Regions from separate parts of the Rattus norvegicus genome. Here region 2 is linked to region 1. Evidence: chromatin contacts called from public Hi-C data. All regions are on one chromosome and are shown on one strand. The core of a region is the stretch at or near the end of the contact, and the rest is flanking DNA. Distances in the headings are between cores, read along the strand shown. Region 1 has its middle 31 kb from the start of Lcp2. Region 2 overlaps Lcp2 (lymphocyte cytosolic protein 2).

Region 1 (5,061 bases), core at 2,484-4,983:
TGGAATGTCAGCTCCATATCTCAGATCTGGGATAAGACACTCCTTATTCTCGGTTTCCCCACCATGAAAGGGAGAGGCACGCACGTCTGAGTTTGAGAGAGGAAGATTAGATAAGGTGGTTCTATAAGATTCTTACAAAGCAGATGTTAACAGGCATGAATCCCTTTCTTGTACTAAATGAAGACCCATCAGAAAACTCCATTGATGGGGTTGGGGATTTAGCTCAGTGGTACAGCGCTTGCCTAGGAAGCGCAAGGCCCTGGGTTCGGTCCCCAGCTCCAAAAAAAAGAACCAAAAAAAAAAAAAACCCAAAAAACAAAACAAAAAAAAAAAAAAACAAAAAAGAAAACTCCATTGTTCTGACAGTATTCGAAAATGCACTTGGGAGGCAGAGGCTAGCCTGGTTAACACAGTGAGTTCCAGGCCAGCCAGGGCTAGAGAGAGAGAGAGAGAGAGAGAGAGAGAGAGAGAGAGAGAGAGAGAGAGAGAGAGGAAGGAAGGGATAACAAATAAAAGAAAATGCAAAAAAAAAAAAAATCCCATGGCGTGTCTCAGTTCCCCATTTTGTTTATCTCTTGACATTTCTTTGTTGCAACAGTAACGATATGCAAAACTAAAACTAAAACAGCTTCATGCCTGATTCCTTCAGAACACACCCTGGCCACGACCAGCAGGGCTGTCTCCTAAGCAGTCTGCAGGGTCCTCACAGGCCGCTCTGTTCTCCACTGGACTCGGAATCCAAGGCCGATGAAGAGGGAGTTGAGGGCTGAGAGGCTTGAAGAACAAGACAAAGCCTCGGAGTGCAGACTGCCTTCCAGACGTCTCTCCATTCCCATTGCCTGTGGGGAAGCTGTTACTTCGGGAGCACATGGCTTGCTTCTTCTCTACTTTCACGTAGTTTTTCTTCTCCTTAAGAAAAATAAATAAATAAAAAGAGATGACAGGGAGGGACTGAAGGTGCAGCCATTAAGAATGCTATTGCTCTTGCAGAGGACCTGGGTTCAATTCCCAGGACCCACATAGCTATTCTCAACCATCTGTGCCTCCAGTTCCAGGGGATCTGACGTCCTCTCTGGCCTCCATGGACTCCTGGTACACACACAGTGCACAAATACATACCAGGGGAAACCATTCATACGCAGAAAATAGAAAATAAATCAATGAATAAGTAGAGTGGTGAGATGGCTCAGTGGGTAAAGGAGCTTGCTGCTAAGCCTGAGAACCTGAGTTCAAGCCTCAGTACCTACATGGTAGACAGAATTGTCAAGCTGACCTCTATGTTGTACTATGACATGTGCCTGCACAAACATATGCACATCTGTGAATCTGCACATCCATGAACATACACGCACACTACCAAAACATGTAAACAAATAAATGATAAAGGTAAGGTGTCTAAACAGATTTGGGAGGTGCCAGATGACATCCTGGTAAGAAGGTAGATGATTTAAAGGTAGATTTTTCCCCAGGCCAGAAGCCAGAATGCTGCTGCATTTCACTGGAAGACTCCCAGAGCACACACACACTCTCTCTCACACACACTCACAAACTCACTTCTACTCCACTTCCAGCCCCCAACCTCAGGAAGCTAGGGCTGGATATGACTCACGGGCAACTCCACTTTGTTTGGGGCACAAGACTTCTACTGTTTGAGGCCACAGGGAGTTACTGAGAAAATGCGGTCCTAACCCCAAGGGAAATCCCCACCCCACAAATGTGTGACGGCCTGGGAAGACAATGGCCCCCGTTCCCAGAAAGGATGTTGTGTCCCCAGTCAAGGTCTTGAAAGGTGCAGGGCCTAGGACACATGGCATACAGCTGGGTTAGTGGAAGGGGAATGTGGGCAGCACAGGGTCCTTTAGAAGAGTGTACCGGGTGGGAAAGGAAGTACTTGTATGTGCATTCAACGGTGGGCATGGGAAGGGGAGCAGGCCATTTATCTTTGGTACCACAACTGCTACGAGGTTTCCAAACTTTCCCTTGGAGCAGCAGGCTTTGGAAAGAGAAGGTGGGGGAACCCCCACCCCCACCACCGTCCACCCCTCCTGCCTCCCTCTTCTGACACTCCCATTTTCATAATACCCCAAGTCACGAAGGAAGCAGTGAGGACTGTCAGTGCTCTCCTTGGCTCATATCAGGACACTCTAAGCAGTGAAGAGAATGGAGCAGGCACATGCTTCTCCATCGTGTCATGGTGGGAGAGGAGATGAGGCCTGCTGGGGAGGTGACCAGCCATAGGGGCTGGCTCTATGGCTCCATGGGACACAGGGAGATGAACTGTCATGAAGTTTCTGATCAGACCTCTTTGGCTTTCTTTCCTTTCTCAAGTGCAAATGCATCCTTGTGCCTCCTGCCATCCCGGTTCTTCAACTCACAGTATAGGGTGGAGAGGTAGGCAAGGGACAGTTGAGAAGTTTGGAACGCAGTTACACCTCTAACCTGCTTGCTATCCTATCCTCGGGGGTCAGTTCTGCTGGCAGTCCCCCTCCCAGGCCACTCAGAGTCTACTGCAGTGAGGTTGACCAATACTCTTAGCAGCTCTCTGAGGAAGCAGAGCCCTCCCCCTCCCCATTGAGTCACAGGGTGGGCCAAAAGCATTGCACCAATCCCATCATCAGGAGGGTGTAAAAACGACAGCACTGTCTGGTGAAACCACAGGAAGACAGAATTTTTTCAAACAGCCATCAGTCGACAAAAGACGCCTTCCTGGACCCAGAGATCAGATAGAAGCCTGGGCCCAGTTTTGGGAAAGAAAAGAAACATTAAAAATAGATACTCTTAGCTGAAACTTTGTGAGAAAGAACTTCTCCCAGCGGTTTCCTGGGGTAGACACCCGTGAGCCACCAGAGACCACACTCAGTCTTGCCCAGTGGCAGACGGCCTCCATAACACAATGACAGAAACTTAGGCACAGCAGAGAACTGACCGCCAGACTGTACAGGTCACTGTGTGTAGATTCGAGGAGGTTTCTGAAGACAAGTTTTGAAGAAACATACAGAAGATATTATAATAGAACCCGCTTTGGCCATGAGAATTACCAGACAGGGTGATGGAAGCCGGTGGGTGACAGAAAGTGGCTAAGCAGGTATCTCTGGAGAAATGTCTTTATATAGGAGTCATGGTGCCTTTGTGCAAAGCTGCAGTTCTGAATCTTGGATGGTAGTTACTGTTGCCTTACAAGTCTCTGCCTTGTTTCATTTTTTTGTCAGGGTTGGCAAAAGCTGCTCTGGTTTTGATCCTGACAAAGCTCACCGTGAAGAACAGAAAGCAAGATGTTTTGGAAAGATGCTTCTAGAACAAGGCCTGGCCACAGCAGGGTTAGCCACTCAGATCAGGAGCCCCAGCTCCTCGGTTGTTATTAACTGAGACATTACCGTTCCTCCCCAGCAGAGGGCGGAGTACCTTCTCATTCCCCTCACCTCTAAGACCACAACTAGAGCAAAGTCTGTTTAACAAAGAAAATGTAACTTGTCGTTTACAAAGCTAAAACAACAATTAGCCTACACGCCTGCAGCTGGTCTGGGTGTAATAAAGACCCCAACGTTTCATCTTGGACTATATCATCACATCACGGTTTTTACCAAGAGATTATGGGATCATGGGGAACACGCTCTGGGACCGAAGCATCTCTCATCTTGGCCCTGTGCAGTCAGTTCCTCATAGCTGAGCCTACGGAACTGGCACCAGGCTTCTCTGGAGCCTTGAATTCACGCCTCTGCCCCAGGTTAGAGCCTATTTGCTCACTTGCTGGAAAGATGCTTGTGCCAGTGTGTGATCTTTGACTAAAGCGGGTTTGGGGTAATGCGTGTCCAGTAGATCCCAGCGTGTGCCGTGGCAGCCCCATCTTCAGGCACCACAGGCATTCGCCTGGACCACATGTGTGCACAGATTAAAGCTGTCTGGGCCTCACAGACTAGATCAGTTCCTCCAGCAGGAAGGAAGAGGAGAGGACTCCGGATTTCACTTCCGGGGTGCAGAAAACACCAGATACTGTGTCTGCCTTCCCTTTTTAGATAAAGCCTGCCTTCTTCTGGGGTTGCTATCAAATCTCCTCAGTTAATCGTCTGCGGGGTGAAAAGCTTTGTGCCAAACTCTTTACCCTGTGTTATGAGAGAGACGCCTTCTGCGGCTTGGCTTCTCCCTGTGTTTTCTCTTTCTCTCCTGCCATGAGCTGGCTCTCTCTCTTTCTCCACTCTTCTGTTTGGTTCCTGTTAATCCCAAAGATGGGAGGAGAAAGACCAGGGAGCCAAATCATCATGACCAAATTAATTAAAGCAAACAATTAAAGTAAGCTTTTTTTTTAAAATGTGTTAACAGGATGTTCCCCCTAAAGCAGGGTTCAAAGGTCAGTGTTGAACATGAGGAAGACACTGTTTTTTATAGCTCAGGGTTAGGGGTTTTCCAAATGGGGAATTTGGAGGGCAAAACAGGCAGGGATAGAGAGGTGGAACATAATCATAGCAAGTTTGTTGTAACGATCTCCTGAAATGAAGATGTGACATCCAGGTGATCATAGCAACAGAGTCCTAACCACAGGGAGTCATCTCGAGGCACTCCTAGGTGGTCGGCCATACAACCTTTTGAAACAAAGATAGGGCTGCAAGATGGTCATAAGCAACCCATTGAATCAAAGACTTGGTGGCTGTTTCTTGGGACAAGCGGTTCCAAATGATCTGTGGTTGGGTCACAGGCGGGGCATAGTCTAATCCTTGAGAAACAGAGGTTTAATCATAAGCAGGAAGGAATGAATCATAAACATAGAACAGGAATGAGCCTGGTTTGTCTTCACTGTTCGATGGCTTTTAAGCTTAAGATGGAGGCAGGTTGGCTCATTAGTTCCCTCTTCTTTGTCATCTCTTGCTCCCTCCAGGTGGTGAGACTGTGCCGGTCTTTCAAGTAAGAGGTTCTGCCTGCAGCCGCTCAGTTGACTCATGGTCCTACCTTCTCAGTTGCCTCAGTGTTTATTTACATCTAGGACACCAGGAGTTCCCGAGAATAGGAGAACTACGGTGACAAAGAGTGGTGTTATTTCCTCCCAGACACTGAGCTGATGCCCAAGCA
Region 2 (4,940 bases), core at 1,465-3,964, 55 kb before region 1:
CCAGATCTCCACCGGTACCAGCATGAATTTGACATATAGTCAGACCCAGCCTGGGTCCTACAGGAGGCAGGAAGTCCTTGGCCCAGATCTGTCCCTCATCCTGCAGATTTGGTTTAAGTCTTCTTATACATTGGAATAACTCCCACAGTACCTTACACACAAACAGGTAATATCTGAGACACCTCTAGCCAAAGGAAGCCTCTAGAGAATTACCCCAGTGTTTTCAGATACAAATTCTACATGTGTGGACGAGCAAGGGTTCATGTGCATGCACACATGATCCCTGTGCATATATGTGCACATTTGCAAATATAGAGCACAAGTGTGTGTATTCAACATGCACATGCATGTACCTATGCCGTGAAACATGAGTGTATGCTGACACTTAAGCATGCACAGAGACACGTGTGTGCATGCCTGCATACATATGCTCACACTGCACAGGATTAAGTTCGCTGCCACCCTCATGAGCTCCTCACTCTGTCGCTTCCTTCCCTTCACAGGTACTCTGGGCTGCTATGTTCTCCTATTTCGTCCTTTGTCTGTCCCCTCCCTTACAGGGAGGGGCTGGCTCTCAATTCTGTTACCAAATTAAACAGCCCATGGTCTCGCCCTAGACAGACACATTATTCCGATTGCCACAGAACTTCCCAGAACCAGTTTGACAAGTTTGGGATTTCTTACCCCTTTGGGTGGGAAAGGCCAGCACCGGACAGCGAGGCAGGAGTAGCAAGTGCCTCTAGCATCCTGTACTTTTGGCCCTGGAGGCTTATCCAAGCTGCAGAAACCCCAACTAACAGACTGACTAACTGTTGGTTTGGGGAAGATTGAGGAAGGAGTCTGGAACTTCAGACTGGAAAGGCTGTTGTGGACTTGATCTACCCCTTTGTTAGCCCTATGAAGAATATCATTTCCCTTCCAGAAGGAAGGGGGTTCGGGCAAGGGGTAAGGGGAAGTCTGGTATCCATACCACAGGCTGCCTTTCAGCTCCTCGGATAGCCCATGTTCCTTGGGACCTCAGGGCCTCTGCACTGCCGTTTTATGTGCTTCAAATGTTCCTCCCCTACCCTGTTCGGCGTCATTTAACCAAACCTTCCTCATTTGCCATTCAGTATTTAATATCAGCCGAAGACTGTCGCTCAAATACCACACCCTGAAGGAGCAAACCCGTTTATTATGCTGGCCTAATGGAGTGACAGGATGCATTAGCTTAGTGTCATGCATTAGCTTAGTGTCGCCTCACCCACTCCACCAGGAGTGCTCAAGGATGAGGTCCGTCATGCTCACTCCATGTCTCTGTGACAGGCACCTAGAGATACTCACCAGCCTGGTTTCCCTTTTCTGCTCTGTCTGGAATAGCCTCAGTGATGGCTGAAGCTCCCTGCCTGTTAGCTTTCATGTTCTATCCCTCAATACACAAAGTCAGGTGGTGGGGCGCAGTCTGAAGCAGAGTACAACACAGCTCCCAGGGTGAGACACATTGACCCCTGGATGCAGAGGAAACCGAGTGTGCCTATGCTCATTTTCTGTTACCTCCTCTTCTAGAAAGTAATTCCCACCGGATAAAGGTGCATCTTCCTTCCTGGTAGATTCCAGCACATGGTGTCTGGCTCATAACAGGAGAGGAGAAGCATTCGTGACTTCATGAATGAATGAATGAGGAAGAACATGTGAGTGCAGGACGGCAGGTAAATGAGGAACATCCTAAAGTCTGTCTCATTGTAAAGGCAGAACCAATCCCTCTGAGTGCCCTCACATTTCTTATGACCTTCTGTGGATGGCGGTGCCACATAACCACCCTCTTCCCATCAAGCCTTTGTCCTCTGTTCTAGTATTATCCTGTATTACTCATAAGGAAACAGCCAGAGAGGCAGAGTCTCTGGCCTCAAGCCACCAGTTTTTCAGAAGCTGACAGGAATCAGCACCCAGAGAAGCTCAATGGGCGGCTTCTCCCAGGGCTGGCAGGACTAGCGGGCTGCGACGAGACCCTTACCAATGTACATGGAGTTGGTGTTGGGGAAAGGCTTGGCAGGCAGGATGGAGTTCTGCAGAGCCTCCTCATCGTTGGAGGGTGGCGGCTCATAGTCAGCAGCATCGTCCACTAGCGTCTCTTCCTCCTCGTTAGGGGACTCATAGTCACCATCATCCTCCCCATCTGGATCGTCGTCATTGGGACTTTCATAGTCATCTTCCTGTCAACACAGTCGAGGGACGTCACAGCTAATACGGGTGTCACAAGGCAACATTTTACAGCATGAACCTATGAGATCTCTGCCCGGGACCCCAGCATCCTCCCGGCAGATCTGTCTGTGATGGCCTCCAGAGACTAGAAACTCGTGCTTTGGGGACAGAACTGAAGACTAGTCTCTGGCTGAGCATGGGAAGACTTAAGAGGAGCTTTGGCAGGGATCCAGCTGCTGAAGCACAAACACATCTGGAGAAACTAGTTCTCTTGTTCCTTTTTTACAAAATAAATCTGTTGCATTCCTTTGCTTTCCCATATTTAAAATAAAAAACAGACTTGCAAACCATTTTCTTTCAGATGAAGTACTTTCATTTACTGGAATGCCAATAGGACACAGGACACTCAGTGCATGGTTTTTAAAAGACCTAAAGGTGGCCACTTGCCAGAAAGACCACTTAGACCGAGGGTTGGACAGCCTGGGTCCCAGATCTGCCTTTACCTGACAAAGAACTTTGCACAAGGCACATCCCTCCAGCTCTCTCTTCCATCACAGAATTTTTTAGCCCCTGTCTATCTTTGTGCATGGTGACCATGTGTAGTTTGAGGAAAGAAGATGCATAGTCCATTGGACTCTGAAAGGTGTTGTCACCATGACCCTTCCCATGTAAAATCGGCATGGGCACCTCTCTGGTGTTAACACTCCATTCTGCAATGCTTTCCCCTATGCGTTATCAGCGGTGACTTAACTCCATGAGAAGAGTTACAGTAGCATAGATTTCTAGTAAGGATAGTAGAAAGGAATGGATAGCTGTTGTGATTGGGTATGGTTGTGAAGATAAATGGTGTGGCAGTGAGTTACAGCCCACTTCTGTATTCATCAGGGAGCCCACTCATTTGCTCGCTGCCCATGGCTGCTTCTAGGCCACAGAAGCAGAGCTGAGTAGTAGAGAGAGAAACCTTTGGGCTTCCAATGCTGGACATATTTTACTTTGGCCCTTTCCTGGGACCTGAAATGGGATGTTTCAATGCCTTGTTGGTGGAAGGAGACTGCTCCTTTTCTAGTATTAAGACCAATGTACAGCCATTCTGGCCATATATACAAGGGTGATTTAGCCCAAGCCATACTCACAAAGGATGACCAGCCACCATCGTCTTCTTCATGGATTTCTATGAAGGAGATAACACCACCATCAGAACCAAACAAAGTTAGAGCAGTTCTCCCTCCCAGTGATCATTACAGGCCTTCATTCTTCCTTCTCCGTGAATGGGAGCCATCAACAGCTGTGTTGAGTACAATTTATCCCACCAGAACTCATGTTAAATCCTAATGTAATGGTATTGAGGAGTGATGGGATCGTTAAGAGAAAATAAGATCAAAGGAAACTCATGAATTGATTACCATCTTTCTTAAGAGACTTGGGTCTTTCCATGCTGGAATAGGTGTCACATAAGGGCCTTGTGAAAGTAGATAATCTGTTATAGGCACACTCCTGGTATTTTGGTCACTTGGACACATGCCCCTCCCTATTCTCACATTTTCCTACATAATGTTATTTGTTATGCAGTCTTAGCCAGACGTTGAACTGATGGGAGCACCATGTTCTTAGACCTCTAGACGTCTGAAATTAATAAACCTCTTTCCTTTATAAAGTACCCAGCTTTAGGAGCTGTGTTAAAGCAACAGAAAACATACCAAAACATCAACTTACTATTGACCATAGCATTTCTGTCTGAAGAGTTCATTCTACCAGAGAGCAGCAGTGGCACCTAATCTTTCTTCTCTTTATATAAAAGTCAACAAGGATTGTCTTCCCAGAATAAGACATGGGGCCTTATTCATGGGGTGTCTTATTCAACAGGATTAAGAGGGGACCAGGAACCCAAATCTAGATGTTTTGTGCAAGTGAACAATGAGAGACTGCCTAAAACACTCAGACACTGGCTCGGATGAGGTGCTCAAAGCTGAGTCTCTGCAGTGTACCTCTAGAATGTCATCCTTCCTCCTCTCGGCGGGAACCCAAACCCTTCCACGCCAAAGACCTGGATTATGAGCTAATGAGTCACATCCCATGCACAGCACTCAAGGAGGCCAGAACCAAAGCACGAATCACCTCCTAAAGCATTTGTTTTTCAGTCAGGGTACCCTTACCTATTTCCTCAGGATATCGTGGAACCGGGGGTCTGCAAAAAACAAATAACATCTCAGTAGCCTGTCAATCTAAGGGCATCTTCTTTCTCCAACATAGCCCTCTGCACCAATAGGAATTATGTTTCATTACCCAAGATCTGTGTTCTTGATGCTTCGCAGCCAGAGTTTGGCTGCACTCACCCCCACCCCCCAGCTTCTGGAGACCACTAAAGCCACCATGGTGTCACAGAAGGAAGCTTGTGACTGTTTAAAGATCTAAGGAATGTACTCCTTGATTTCCTTGACCTGGGGGCAAAATGTTCACCAGGGAGAGGAAACTTCCTCCCCTCCTTGGGCATTCTCTTCATGTCCCCTGGGACAGAGGAGAACAGCAGAAAGGAGACAGTCAAGGCAAAACAAGTGTTGCAGATTCTTTTAAAGAATTGGGATTTGAATTCTTGAGTTTCCCTATAGAGGTGCCTAGGGCAGAGCTGCCCACTCACTTGCGTGTGAAAATGCTCCTTCTCTCTTCGTTCTTGTTGATATCTTGACTCAACTTACTGAGAATCCTACAAGATAAAGACACATGTGAAGAGAAAAAGCAGTCTCCTCCTGGCCTCACCCCCC

The links. A called contact is a pair of places that touch in the nucleus more often than the background predicts.
Region 2: a Hi-C map of frontal cortex shows a contact between it and region 1, with 2.9 times the contacts expected there. The contact joins two enhancer-like sites. A contact is called at or near these places in 8 of 12 Hi-C or Micro-C datasets (the A7r5 cell line, Schwann cells, frontal cortex and 4 more).

What each region holds. Positions count from the first base shown.
Region 1 is chr10:19,113,688-19,118,748 of GRCr8, reverse strand. It overlaps a transcript of Kcnmb1 not described here. Among named protein-coding and RNA genes, the nearest start is that of Lcp2, 31 kb to the left of the region's middle. Within about 2 kb of position 3,733, at least 7 of the 93 cell types and tissues checked have an H3K27ac peak or open chromatin away from gene starts, as enhancers often do.
Region 2 is chr10:19,167,570-19,172,509 of GRCr8, reverse strand. Lcp2 (lymphocyte cytosolic protein 2) reads right to left here. Exons shown (of 21, transcript NM_130421.2): 4 at 4,817-4,882; 5 at 4,335-4,366; 6 at 3,315-3,352; 7 at 1,994-2,192. LOC134480773 (a long non-coding RNA gene) reads left to right here. Exons shown (of 2, transcript XR_010055569.1): 2 at 1,546-2,146. Among named protein-coding and RNA genes, the nearest start is that of Lcp2, 23 kb to the right of the region's middle. Within about 2 kb of position 2,714, at least 2 of the 93 cell types and tissues checked have an H3K27ac peak or open chromatin away from gene starts, as enhancers often do.